Linked DNA regions of Mus musculus: region 2 is linked to region 1. A link is a contact called in public promoter capture Hi-C data. All regions are on one chromosome and are shown on one strand. The core of a region is the stretch at or near the end of the contact, and the rest is flanking DNA. Distances in the headings are between cores, read along the strand shown. Region 1 overlaps Aopep (aminopeptidase O). Region 2 overlaps Aopep (aminopeptidase O).

Region 1 (6,993 bases), core at 4,351-6,850:
TAGTGCTTAGTACACACAGCATATAATCAGTGAATGAAGAATGAATGAATGAATGAATGAATGAATGAAAGAAAGAAAGAAAGAAAGAGAACAGAACTTGATTCTGAGTAAGGAAATTCTTTGAACCCACCTGCTGTGCCTCAGCCCAAAATATATCTTCCAAATGCGTGGCAAATCCTTCACTGAGCCACTCCTCTGTCCAGTCTCGGGCCCCAATGGCTAGGCCAAACCAGGAGTGAGCAATTTCATGGCAAAGACGGGTCCCACAGAGATGGCTCGTGCCTGTTAAGGTGCTCTGAGAGAGGAAGATGATGTGTGGGCTGCATATAATGGGAGAGAAAACACGTGGAGTCTTGTTAGCACCTGTCCCTGTGGCTACTCAGTGGGGCGGCTTTCTTAGCCCACAGAGTCTGTTATTACTGTGTGCATGCCGGATCATGATGGATAGATGCGGCTGCGATGCTTTTAAACCTAAACCAAGTGGCAGTTTACGTTTCTGGCAGCTGCTCAGGTTGCTGTTTCTGCCAGCAGTTGTCTTCGTCATCAAGCTGCTATTACCTGTAATAAGTAACCTGTACTAAGTTTTATACTGAAAAAATTACAAGGCAATGGAAACGTTTACTATGAAATCTGGACTGTAAAAGAAGAACAGGTGTGAGAATGCAAAGTCCATGCTGTCACGAGAATGATCAAAGAAGTTGTTCAGCCAAAAATTCTAGTAGCTCACAGGCAAATCAGGAATTCACTTGGAAGGCCAGGAAAAGCTGAAAAGAATAGAACCCCAAATCTTCCATTTCACACTAGAGCTGACTGTGGAGTTAACACTCAAAGGGGAGACTCTGGGGTAGCCCGGAGAAGAGCCCTGTGCCTGTAAACAAAAACTCTCCATGTAAGCTGCAAGCCCTTACAGACGCATGTGACCAGGGACCCCGAGAGTGAAAGGTGGACACTATCCGTCCCAGGGGTGCAAATGGCCTAAGGGTTGGCACCAGATACCAACTCATCTAATCTCAGTTTCCATAGTTTCTTCTGTGACTCCAAATACCATGATTAAAACTGCAGAGATGATGTGGGAGGAAGCGGCTGTCAGAAAGGACAGACAGACAGACAGGATCTTCGCTTTGCTTCCACCTTCAGCCTTTAGCATTTATCTAGAACTTGTTTATGTCCTTCCTAATGAAGAATTTGTTCTTTAAAAACAAATCTATCAATTAAAGCAAGCGAGTTGTGAGAACTCCCAAACTAAGGATTGAGCTCCTTCTTTCAAAACCTATTTGTTTGCCATCATGTCAGCTCTGCACAAGCCAAGACAGCAGCATGCAGATTTTTGGTCCGCCCCCACAGCCCCCATTAGAGAAAACCCCCACCTATATTTCCCTTGCACAATATCACCCATTCAGCTCAGAGAGCTAAATTGCAATCGCAGGAGTCAGGACTGCCAAAATAGACAGCTTTCATGTGAAGTAATAACAGGGCAGGCACGCAAATGAAAAAGCATCTGCCAGGCTTTCCGGAAAGCCCACAGAAACCCCACATATTAAAAGCAGAGTTGAGGCACTGAGGAAAAAGGGGTGCGGTACAACAGGCACCAAGAGTCAAACAGATTACCAGCTCAGACAAAAATGTAAGAAGGCAGGCAGGGAGGGAGGGAACCTCCCAGCACAGGAGCCAGCCTCCCCTTTACCTTACCAAGAAAGACAAAAGTGGCACAGCCTGGCATTCTCAAATGAATGACCCCTGGCTCCACCAAGTGTGATGCTACACGAAAAGCCACAGAAATGCACAAGTAAATAACATTCCAGACATACTGCTGGCAGCAGTGCACCCGTTAGCTAAAACAAAACAGAGTAACTTCAGACTGTATGAGCAGGCTCATCTCTGGAAAGGGTCCAGTGGCCACTGTGACAGCCATGGCCATGTGGGCAGAGATCAGACAGCTGACTCTGTCTCAAGCCAGGAAGGTTCAAAAGGGGATGTGTGGACTTGTAGAGGGACTGCCCCTGACTGGGGTCCACTGCTTTGTTCCAATGGGGGCCCATGTGAATGACTATTCCAGAAGAGATGGAAGAATTCACATGAGTGGCTGGTGGGGAGTGAGCTTCATTTTCCATCTTCCAGTTTGTTTCCCATGAACAGTCATCTCCACCAGACTTCTCTCCTCACCTTCCTGAACTGGGGGTGCCTCTGGGATGTACTAAGGACAGATCTATAGAGATCTGTCTAAAGTTCCCATTTCCTACCCTCAGCCCTTTCTTCCCAGTCAACAGTAACCAATTTCCTACTGTTCTGTGGGGAAGAAGGAAGTGTGAAGATAGGTTGTCACACATGATACAATAACTCTGTTATCACTCAGAGCTCTCCCGGTAGCCAATGTCCATGTGGGACCGACCCTGCTTTCAAGCTTTCAGTGACTACCCTCAAGGGTGTTAAGCAAACTTGGGACATAAGGGATAACGACAACTTTCCTTCCCTCTTTCTGACTCTGAATGTCAGAATCACTTACTCAAGGTACATAGACGTTTTAAAGCATCGTTTTCCTCAGTAGCTAGTAAAGAAAACAACACACCTCAGTCCACTTTGAGGATCAACAGTCAATGTCCCTTTGCTAGTAGGTCCCTTAGCATAGACAGCACCCCACAACAGAGAGCTTTTAGAATGTCTAGGCTACCATGACCTTGGTTTGGTATGCAAGGCCCACTCACAGGTGCACAGTCCAATCCTGTATTCTCAGACCCAAGCAATCGGCTCAGGCTTCCCTTCTGTCAAAACCCCTGGAATTCTTATGCCCTGGAAGAGGGATCACCTACCTCAAGGAAGATAATCACATTGCTAACATCTTCACACTAAGAGCAAAGATTTTGTTGTTATTGTTTTGCTTTCTTAAACCATAAGTCATTGAATGTATTGTTTTTCCAGATGAGAGTTATGCAGGATTGCCATTTTAAATCTCAAAGTAACAGCCCCTCTCTTGAATTCTCTGCCACATGCTCTGTGCTATAGGTGTGTGTGTGTGTGTGTGTGTGTGTGTGTGTGTGTGTGTGTGTGTGTGTGTGAAATAGGCAGGCCTGGGCTGCTGAGAGCCTCAGCAGATCTATGCTCCTCACTTTCCCAGCATGGTGGAGGCTGGCCACTCCTCTGCAGAGGACAAGTGTACTAGATGCCTGAAGCTTGTATCACGCCCAGCCTGAAAACTGTCCCTCTACTGCTCCTTAATGCGACCCACCCAGCCAGATTAGAGTGTTGTGTCCATTAATTTAAAACATGCCTCCAGCAGAGAAGGAAGGAGGCCTTTGTGACTCCCAGAAGCTGCTCCCTTCCTGAGGGAGGAATTCAATTTGGAAAGGAAATGGAGAATTTCATCAGATCTTAAGTAGGAGCTAGTGTTTGATTTATTTCTGCTTTTTTTCCAGGGAGGCCTGACCAGCATGGCCCCATCCTGCTGGAGAGGGGGAGAGGGGGAGAGAGGGGGAGAGGGGGAGAGGGGGGGAGAGGGGGAGAGGGAGGGAAAGAGAGAGGGAGAGAGAGGGAGAGAGAGAGAGAGAGAGAGAGAGAGAGAGAGAGAGAGAGAGAGAGAGAGAGAGAGAGATTGATTTAGCAGCTGAGCCCAAAAGCCTCAGCACCAGGTCACCACAGGCTGAGTGGACAGAAAGAGAGATTGGGAGTTTCCAGGAGCAGCAGATCCTGGGTCTTGGGTGGAAGGTGGGGAGGGAGTTGTGAGGATTGGAGGTGAGGGAGATGGGATGAGGAGTGGTCAAGTACACTTTTGCAGAGGTGTCATGGAGACATATTTACCAAGCTTGAATTTCTTGTGAACTTAATATTTTTCTAAATTTCAACAACAAATGGCGTCCACCATCAATATGCTTAGAGAAAGAGAGAACTTGGAAGGAGAAAGGAGCCCTCCTTTCGCTAGTATCCACCTGGATGATTCCAAAGACCTTAGAGTCAATCACATAAAAGCAACCTTCTCTGGTGTGGTTTAATAGCTGACATGGTTTGGACAACTGCAGTAAATGGGCATAGGGGGCTGGGTTGGAGTAATCTCAAGAGGAAGTCCTGTGTCCCGTCCCCCCCCCCCCCAATTCGCACCTGCTTCCTTCTTCCTCCATAAGTTGCCTGCCCAGCAATGCCCATAAGTGCACTTACCATCAGTTCCTGTCCCTGGAGTCAGACCCTTCAGTCCCTCTTTGTTGACTGTGGTCTAATGTAAGGAATGTATCTGTCACCTCAAAGGCCACAAAGGATGGCCTAGAAATGCTGGCCATTCTTACCCCCTCTACCTCTGTGACTACTCAACAGGGAACGGCCACTTTCCATCTTCCTCATCTGTGATGCACTGTAGCAGATGAGTCTTAAAAGTGTGTGGGGGAGATGATCAGGTTTTTTTTTTCCTTTTCTTTTTTTAATATTTATTTATTGATTGATATACATCCCAAATGCTGCCCCCTCCAAACCCCTCTCTCAGAATCCTTCCCCCATATCCCATCCCCTTCTTCTCTGAGAGAGTGGGGTCCCCTGAGCTCCCCCTCCCAACATCAAGTCTCTGCTAGATTAGGCAGATTTTGTCTCATTGAGGCCAGACAAGGCAGCCCTGTTGGGGAAGGGATACCACAGTAAGGCTACAGCTTTAGGGAGAGCCCCTGCTCCAGTTGTTGGGGGGATCACATGGAGACTGAACTGCACACCTCCTACATATGTGTCATGTGTCCAGGGTCTCCTTCTAGCCTGTGAAACTACCCTTAACATAGTTCTCAACAGCTTGAGAGAAAATTGTTACATCCAACGAGTGTTTCAGGAAACATAGGTTTAGCAGAAAAGGCTATTGTTATTGCTAGTTGCTGCCCCACCCTCCTCTCTGTGTGTGTGTGTGTGTGTGTGTGTGTGTGTGTGTGATGGTACAAGTGTGAAGGTCAGAAGACAATGTATCAGCTTACAGAGTCAGGTCCTCTCCTTCCAGCAAGTGACTTTACCTGCTGTAACTCACCAGCCCAGTACATTTAATTATTCATTTATCTGGATGCATATTGGCTCAAATGGCCACTATGACAATGGCAGAGGAACTGAGGACTGCCCCCGAGCTCCAAGCTTTACCGTTTATCAATACAGTGTGCATGTGTGGAAGTCAGAGAGAAACGCTGGGTGTTCCTTAGGAGCTGTCCACCTCATACTTGGAGACAGTCTCTTTCATTACCTGAGACTCACTAACTGGTTCTCTAGGCTCCAGGGATCCTCCTGCCTCTGCCCCCTGAGCACTGGGGTTACTCACATGGCTCTCCTGCTGCGTTTTCATGTGGTGATCAAACCAAGCGCTACTTGAGCAGCAGTTTCCTCAGCCCAGCATGGCTTCCTGCTCCCCTTTCCTAAGGACACACCCTGCTGGCACACTAAGGACACACCTCACACTGAGCTCCTCCTACACTCGCTCTACCCTAACCGTAGAAAAGGTGGTTATTGCCTCAATTTACAGATGTTGAAGGTAAAGTGCACAGAGTTCTGCTCTCCAGGTTGGCAAGCAAGGTCACTAGCTCTCAGTGAGCAGGCGATGCAGCCCAACCCAGTACTGACTGAAGCTCATTCTGGTCTACTCTGCCAGACTCCCTGGGCTTAGCTGTAGCTGCTAGGCTCCTGGCTTTTCTGTGCAGCTCAAGCCCCTGGTATGATGACCTCAGGTTTCTCAGTGTTTTATCAGCAGAGTCATGGAAATAAAAACACCATCCGTGCCTTAGGATCTTTGTCCCCTGTGACTACATCACAGCCAGAACTGGCCCGATAAAACAGGCCTTTGGATCAGCAATGCTTTAGTGTCTTCCCGGGAAGAAGGGAAGAAGAGAGGGAGAGATACTACTCTACAACTATGCCCTGTGTTCTCCTTAGAGAAACAGGTGAGGCCAGCTTCTGGTACATGGCTCCAAAGGCCCTGGAAGGGCCACACACCTATTTTAACTACAGATGGATATTTGTGGGGGTGGGGCAGAGTGGAACAATCATAAACTAAATGTGCTAAAGAAGTCAAGATAGCAAAATGAGGGTAAATGGAGGACCAGGGATAAGGAAATGAAGGAGGGAGGAAGTAGATAACACAAAATTAAACAGAAAAACAAAACCGAAAACCAAGGATATGGAGGAGGAGAAAGGGGAGGAGATGGTAGGCAGGCAACAAGAACCGAGAGCAGGGGCAAGTCTCCTAAGCTGCAAGAAGCAGCAGGAGACTTTAGAAGTAGCAGAGGCAAACTGGGAAGCAGACATTGGAGGGAAGAACACACTGTATGTTAAACAGAGTAAGCCAGTCAGGCATGGTGGCTGGGGTGGTAGCAGTCAGTTTATCCCAGTTAGCTTCTCCTTGCTGTGATAACACACTGGTCAAAACTGACTTGCTAAGAAGGGGTTTTATTTCATTTATCTCATACTTCTATGTCAGGAGGCAGGAACCTGAACGTGGGAACTGAAGCAGAGACTATAGAAAAAATGTTGCTTACAGGCTTGCTTGACTGATCTTTCAAGCAGCCCAGGTTGAGTCCTCCTCTACAATTAGTGGTCGAGAAAATGCCCCACAAACCAGCCTGCAGGCCACTCTGATGAAGGCAGTTCTTCAGATGAGAGTCCCTTCTCCCAGGTGGATCTAAGCTTGTGTGAAGTTGGCAAAACTAAGTAGCACACAACTTGACTGGTTTTGTTCTCTACAGAATCCTGACTAACATAGTGCTACACACCTTGAATACCAGCACTTAAGATGCGGTAGCAGAAGGATCATCTCAAGGTTCAAGGTTATACTGGGCTATACTGAAACTGTCAAAAAAGACAACAACAACAACAAATTCAAATTAAACCTATCTAAACAAACAAACAACAACAACAACAACAAAAACAAAAACAAAAACATTAGGCCAAGGTTATCGGCTCTCCAAGCTCATAGTCCCAGGTTTGACACTTAAGTTGTCTAAATGGCCCACACCTAGGTCCCACTAGGGATTGTGGTCAGTGCTTGTGGGAGAC
Region 2 (6,921 bases), core at 3,241-5,740, 120 kb before region 1:
TATTTCAGAAACTAAATTAAGCTAAATGCTCAAATTAAAATTTTCCAAGGACTTTACAAGAAACATTTGAAGTTTTCTCATCTGCCTGCCTAGAATCTACCAGGTCCACAGTGATGGGACAGAGGGGTACACTCCCACTACTTCACTCTTCTGGGAAGAACCGATTCAAACAAGAAGTCCCAGAGCGCTACAGGCTATCTTCCGTCCTGCTGAAGGTCCCGAAGCACAGCACTTTTATGTATCAAAGAGCACTTTCAACTTCTTGTGTTCAGAATTTGATAAACTTTGAACTTCTAATTCATAAGCAGTGATATCTTAATTCTAAATTCTTGTTATCTACCAATTCATCTCAATGTAAATTCCAGGACGGGAATAAATGCGTTTCTGTTATCAAACCTTTCAGCTAGTTCTGAGTTAAAACACAGTGTTGTAGCCACAGAGTGGATAGTATAGCTATTACAGAGAAGGGGTGAGAGCTGTTATCAGAGTAGAGAAAGTCCAGCATAAAATGTAGAACATTTGGGTAAAATACTTCTTTCTTCTTTTTGAGACAGGTTCTCATGCAGCCAAGGCTAGCTTGAAGCTGCCCGTGTAACAAAGGTAGGGAACAGTGACTTCTGATGCCCCTACTTTCACTTCTGGGGTTCTGAAATGATAAGCATGTGCCACCATGCAAGGAGTGTGCTGGCTCAGGTGTGTGTGTGTGTGTGCATTTGTGTGTGTGTGCATGTGTTCATGTATGTGTATGTGTGTGTGCCCATTCCGTGTACACGCATACATGCTAGGCAAGTATTCTACCAAGTCGCATTTCCATGACAAGTAAATAAATTTCTAAAGACCTAGAAGGAAGTTACAGTCAGTTTTGAGTGATCCACACACCCTTTCCTTTTTTACTTCCTACACCTCAGTCTGAAATATTTTCTTACTCCTGATGAATGACTGAAGGAATATAGTAGACCTTATGTAGTTCGGGCTGCATCTGTGAATGAAGTGCTGAGAAGGCAACCAGCAGCTTCTAAAATGCAGGACCAGCCATGAGCGGCTCCCCTATAGGGCACACAGCAAAATCGCTATGTTCATGACCAGGAACAGTATTCGCTGGCTTCAGTACTTTCACCCATAGGTCGGTGATATCTTGTTAAATAGAAAACGTGCTTCTGTGCAAGGAGGTGTTTGCTGTGCAAGATTGCTAAACAGGTTCAATCTACAGATCCACATGGGAGACACATGGCACAGTGTCCACACAGACATTATGCGTGCACACATAATAATGGAAGAAAAAGTTTAAACATGGAAGAATACTGTTTTCCAAATGCTTATAGATACATGCAAAGCTGTCATTTTAAGAAAATTATCAAATACTGTCTCTTTTTTTTTTCTCCATGGGAAAAATATAGTTAACTATAAATTCACTCAAGCCCAGAAATTTTTCTTATATTTCTCTATCTTCCCACATTACTATGTCAAAGTGAGATAACCTGTGTAGCCACGGGGTACAAATGTGCTGTTTAGTAAATAACTAAGTAGACATGAGATCCTTCGTGGCTGATTTTGGTGCAGTTAACTCTGCCTCCTGCAAAGCTGAAAGAATTGAGGTCCTCATATTCATGAACAAGAGCTTCAATTACTCTGGAAGCTATGCATCCTCTGAATGAGTGCTAACGTGCAGAATAGCCCACCTCCTACAGAAAACACCATCTTCAAAGTTGTATCACAAAAGCTAGAATCCTCAAGTTTAAACAGGACAGAGCACGCTCAAACACAACTCTTATTTTAAAGTTCGTCATGAGAATGACTGAAACTACATCTGTTTCATGTGCCCACCTACTCCCAGATTTCATAGTTAAATCATTAAAAAGAATTCAGTGTCCAACACGGCAAGATGGAGTAACAGGGTGACAACGTCTGCAAGAAGAGCCATCAATAAACAATTTAATGGTGTGAAAGAATCTATCAAGAGCAGATGTACAGAGCTGCAGGCAAGTGTTCAGAACAGAAGATTTGCTCTACAGTAGAACAAATTCAAAGAACTCAAATTTCAAATGTTCTGACCTAAAAGGTTTTATCAGCACTGTATGCGGCGGCTCCGATGTCTCCGATGCAGTGGACCAGGCTCAGTGAAGATGAGGGTCCACCGATGAAGAAACTGGACTACTGTATGAGGACCAGCATGCCTGGCCTCCATGTTAAATTTGCTAACAAGTATTAAAATTCAGTGTAAAAAACAAAGCCACAAAAACATGCTCATAACGAGAGGAATGAGAAAGGCAACGGAAGCCCAGAGAAGTCACTGCTCAGAGTGGTTCTCCTCACATACTCAGGTGTGGGTACAATCATTTTGAAACAGTTTCGAAATGAAATTTACTCTTAGCTGTTCATCTGAAGTCAAAAAAACAATGTCCCCTCACCCCTGGCTCTGGCCTTTCTTCTTCACAGAAAGAACTGTACAACATAAATGTCCTTCTGGCCAGATTTTTTTCCCCCTAACGTTCTTCTGTCTTTCGTACCGAATCTAAACTACCCACAGATTCTGGCATATGTCTACAATTTGCAAGTTGGTTTCTTTTGTATCATTATACGTACAGTCAACCACAACTATAGACAAACAGCAGGGTGTTAGAAGAGGGGGCCAAGTCTTACTACATGAATTACTGCTGGAAAAATAAAGCACGTGGTTGTTATTGAATAAAATGCTTGCTAGGTACCACTGTCCAACTGCTACCCAGTGTGGCAGTCTCACTTTATAGAGTAATCTAAGTTGTGTAAGGCAGGAGAGTCATGTTTGGCCTCGTCTTTGACACTCTGGGATTCCTAGTGTGGGTGTTTTATGCCCTGGATCAACTCAGAAAAATTCAAGAATATTCATGCAAGGGAAAGAAACAAACAACTTCTGGGGAAAAAAAAAAAAAAAACAACAAAGCAGCTTTGGACTTTTAGGCCGAGTATTCGTGTTTTTCAAACCTAAAGGGGATGGAGGCTGTATTGGACCCGCATATGGTGTACAGGAGAAGCTGATGTCTGCAGATGTGCAAGCAGCATTAGGGACAGGAGCCTGACCAAGTCTCCCTATCCAAAGCCATGCTCCTCACAGAGTGACCAAGCACTGGCAAAAGTACAGAAGCCACCCCAGTACAGGAAGCCTAAGACTGGCCCCAAGGTGCTCAGGTCTGAGGTCTATTGTGAGCTCTAGGCTGGATGCAGCCAGGAAGCCTTTGTGTAGCTGTGGAATGCACAGTCCCTTGCAAGGTGTGGGTCTGAGTCTATTCAGCTTCTTCCTCAGGAACTGGCATGGACGCTAGTGACCCCAGGACAGCTGCTGCCTAACATCACAAAGGCATCAAGTCACTGCTAAAAATTTCACAAAAATAAACCTGCTCAACTTCTGGCCAGTTTGTATCTCGCTTTGCATAGGTACAATGGGTCCATTTAGAAAAGTCCAGACTTGTTTTGTTGAAATGATAATGCATTCTAAGTGTTCTGATTATTTCATCTCTAGTAGAAAATGCCGTAGAGACCTTCCTTCTTCCTCAGATCCAATTGGAACTGTATGAATTATCTTGGAACCTACCAATAGTTGATTTTTTTAAGAGGAAGAAATGAAGCTAGGTTTCCATCTTAAGAGAAAATTTTCCTACGTAATTAAATTACATAACTGAATTTTTAAAAAGAGAAACTTTTCAAAAAAAAAAAAAAAAAAAAAAAACAAGGCACCACAGCACATATTCCCGTTCCCAACCATCGCTTTGCTGTTAACACGCCAACTAAAACGGTCATTATTCCAAAGCCAGGCAAGACTCTAGTTTACACAATGCATGAATCAATACACCATAGTCCACCCCCTAAATATGTTCAATTATAAAATGGAAACAAATAAAACTCAAACTAACCTGAAAAAAAAAAAGTGGCTACAGGTCCCTCAACGTGAGGAGACCCAGAAATCACTCACTTTAACGCCACAAGCTGAGAACCACTTGCCCCGCTCATTTCCAGCTTAGCTTCTTAATTCAGACCTTTGCGAGGAGGAATAATCACGGCCGGCCGAGGCAGAAATACAACGAACACACTGTGCACTGCAGGGCGATGCAAACAAATGCCGTCAAAGTCAGGGGAGAGTGCGGCCTCTGCTCTCTGCTCTGGGTTCCCATCTGAGCAGAGCCTGAACGTGCAGCTGTCTAGAACCTCAACTTAACCTGTTGAACATTCCCAGACAAAGCCAGAGCCAGCCACCGCGCGTTGCTGTTTTCCTGCTGGAGTGAGTGTCCTTCAAGCTCTCCCTGCTGCAGGGCAGGGTGTCTCTGCGGATCTTTTCTCCAGGACCTGCCAGGAACTATAATCCCGAAGCCCTGGAATGCACTCCAAGTAGAAACGCCCTCATCCCAAAGCCCTGGAACGCACTCTGAGTAGAAACGCCCTCAGCAAGGGAGAACAAAGCAGCAAAGTCCCGGACAGGGTGCAGGGGCAGACAAGGGAGCCGTGGCCTCCTTACCTTGACCTGGGACCTGCACCTGCCGGCGTAGGCTGATAAGGGCCGCTCGCCCCGCCCTCTCTGCTCTAGCCAATCCACAAGGCCGCCCCGCCCTAACATCCCCGCCCCCCGCAATTCCACAAATTAGGCGTTCGCCTCCCACCCCGCACTTACTCAACATACAGACCAGTCCCAGTACAGCCTGTGATTCAAATGAGAACAAAGGCGGGCTTAGCATGGCACTTTCCTTCCAATTCACTAAAGTGAGGCCCCCTCATTACACTGGGTCCCATGAACACTTCCTTGAAGATCTTTCCAGTTAGAACCGGGATGAAAAACAATCTGATTTTTCCCGCGGAGCAAAACATTCCTGGGTCACCTGGAAGCAGCGTGTAGGTCTAGGAGGGAGGGCAGAAGAAGAAAAAGCTGCCCAGCCGGTTTCTGGTAAACAATCTGCATAATTGCTAATTAGGAGTGGGGGGTGGGGGCGACTGCCAACCTCTCACACCAAATCATTAGGAACAGTTAGTTACCTGAAAGAGGAAGGGGAAAGGGGCGCCAGAAATAAGTTTCCTGGGTTTGCCACCAGCTCTGATGAAGAACACTCCCAGGACATACCACTGGCATTCTGGTCACGAGGGAAGATCGATTCCAACAACAGAATCACTTCATTCGCCACCGTCCCTAGCACTGCTTCTTCAAACCTGATTATCATTGCACGCACAGTTGTTTACCAGAATGGTGAAGCGGGCATTTGAAGATATGACGCAAACAAAACGATAAGGGTTTCCTCCAAACAAGCAAAATGCATCGGGCAGAATCCCATTTACAATTTTAAGTATTAAAATTCCACTCCAGTTTTAGATGCTGAGTGGAATTTCAGGGACTAGAACCATACCCTTAAAAAATGCTTAGAAAAAAAACAGCATCACATGCTACCTGCCAGTCCTGGTTTGATCCAAGTCATCTTCGCCCATTTAGAACTGTCGGGAAGCTTACAGGGTAAATTTGTAAGAAGCGTTTTTATTTTATTTTTAAGTTTCAGGCAATGAACTACTGTCTGGGAGGAAGAAATAAAAACCTTGACTCTAAACAACCCAGAACAAATACGTTATACAAGTCTTTCAGTGTGACCTGGCCCACAATAGACTTTAAAATGTAAAAATTTTAGTTAGTTACGGTTTCCGTCTTATTCTAGGCTTTCACTAGGATATATTCCAGTTTCAGATGAGGGATCCATAGCCCAAGACTATGGAAAATTAATACAGCATTTTGTTTTCTTGCAAAACACCATTTTTGTTTAGCAGCTAAGCACAATTTAAAGCTTAACTGTAGCAACCATTTTAAGTCTTTTTAAAAGATACAAGCAAACAGACCAAAAAAAAAATCCAAAATACAAGTAATTTCTAGATTAAACAGTATAAATAAATCGTTAAGACAAATGCAAACCAAAATCAGCGTATCTATCTCAGCTCAAAGCTTTAATACAAAAAACCAGGAGCCTGGTACATAAAAATACAGAAGGGACTTCCAAACACCTGCTTTCTAGGTCAAATCAACAGTGAACAACGGTCAGGGAGACCTCCCCTTTAGAGAAAAATAGTTCCCCCAGACTTATCTTTTCCAAATTCTTCAGTCAAATTTAGAAATCAAAGTTTTGGCTAGATAGGTCTCCTTTTGTGCAAGAGAGCGCTTTTCTTTATTAAAAATGTTAATATTTTAAATAACAAGAATCATTACAAATCATAATTTCTCAAAGTAGTTTTCATTTTGAAAAAGCAAGCAATATAAATACACAACAAAGAGACAGGGCGAGAAGCTCTACAGAACTCCCCAAAATGTTCCTGTAAAGGTTGACTTTAAGCAGCCTTGCGCCAATGCTCAGGGTTTGATTTTAAAAGCAAAAGTCTGTTGGAGATTGAACTAACACACTCTCTCTCACTCTCGCTCTCCTCTTGCTCTCTCACTCTCTCTCTCACTCTCTCTCTCTCCTCCTTTCCCTCTGCCCTCCAACCCCAACCATCAGGCTACCTGCATCTCTCAGTCATCCTGTTTAAGTGCTACGCGGAGTGAAGGACAAAAAGTAGAAGCCAATGATCCTGCTAGAGGAGGAGGCGGCTGTGATGTGGAACATCCGAAAGTGGGAGCACCTCAAACAGATACACCTTCGGGTATCAGGTCACCTGGCCCCGCCTCTGGAACCTGCCGGCCATCCCGGCAGCACAGCTCCTGCACTGACACAGACCAGGGAACTGGGGCTAAGGCAAAACCTGACGTTCCAAAGTAGAGGCGACGACTTGCATTTGTGAGTCTGAAGACCCAGTTTGGCTCTAGGTGTGAGCACACAATGGCCTGCCTCCCTTTCTCACACAGCCACACTGTTGTACTGGAACAAGCGGCAGGCAGCACCTTTAAGGCAGGTACCTCCCCTTTCCAGACTCCCTCTGGGCTTCACT

Evidence for each region. Capture Hi-C pulls out chosen DNA fragments and counts their contacts.
Region 2: a contact with region 1 is called in a promoter capture Hi-C map of adipose tissue. The contact joins two enhancer-like sites. A contact is called at or near these places in 5 of 484 Hi-C or Micro-C datasets (Th1 cells, bone marrow-derived macrophages, embryonic fibroblasts and 2 more), 5 of 115 datasets of contacts at active chromatin or transcription factors (cardiomyocytes, embryonic fibroblasts, embryonic stem cells and 2 more) and 3 of 9 other capture datasets (adipose tissue, liver and pancreatic islet).

What each region holds. Positions count from the first base shown.
Region 1 is chr13:63,149,873-63,156,865 of GRCm38.p6, reverse strand. It overlaps Aopep (aminopeptidase O), which reads right to left. Exons shown (of 16, transcript NM_001289926.1): 6 at 131-320. Among named protein-coding and RNA genes, the nearest start is that of Gm30409, 21 kb to the right of the region's middle. Within about 2 kb of position 5,600, at least 37 of the 459 cell types and tissues checked have an H3K27ac peak or open chromatin away from gene starts, as enhancers often do. A contact at or near this core is called in adipose tissue and heart atrium, where this site is marked.
Region 2 is chr13:63,270,375-63,277,295 of GRCm38.p6, reverse strand. All of the region lies in intron 13 of Aopep (aminopeptidase O), which reads right to left. Among named protein-coding and RNA genes, the nearest start is that of Gm16907, 23 kb to the left of the region's middle. Within about 2 kb of position 4,490, at least 166 of the 459 cell types and tissues checked have an H3K27ac peak or open chromatin away from gene starts, as enhancers often do. A contact at or near this core is called in adipose tissue and heart atrium, where this site is marked.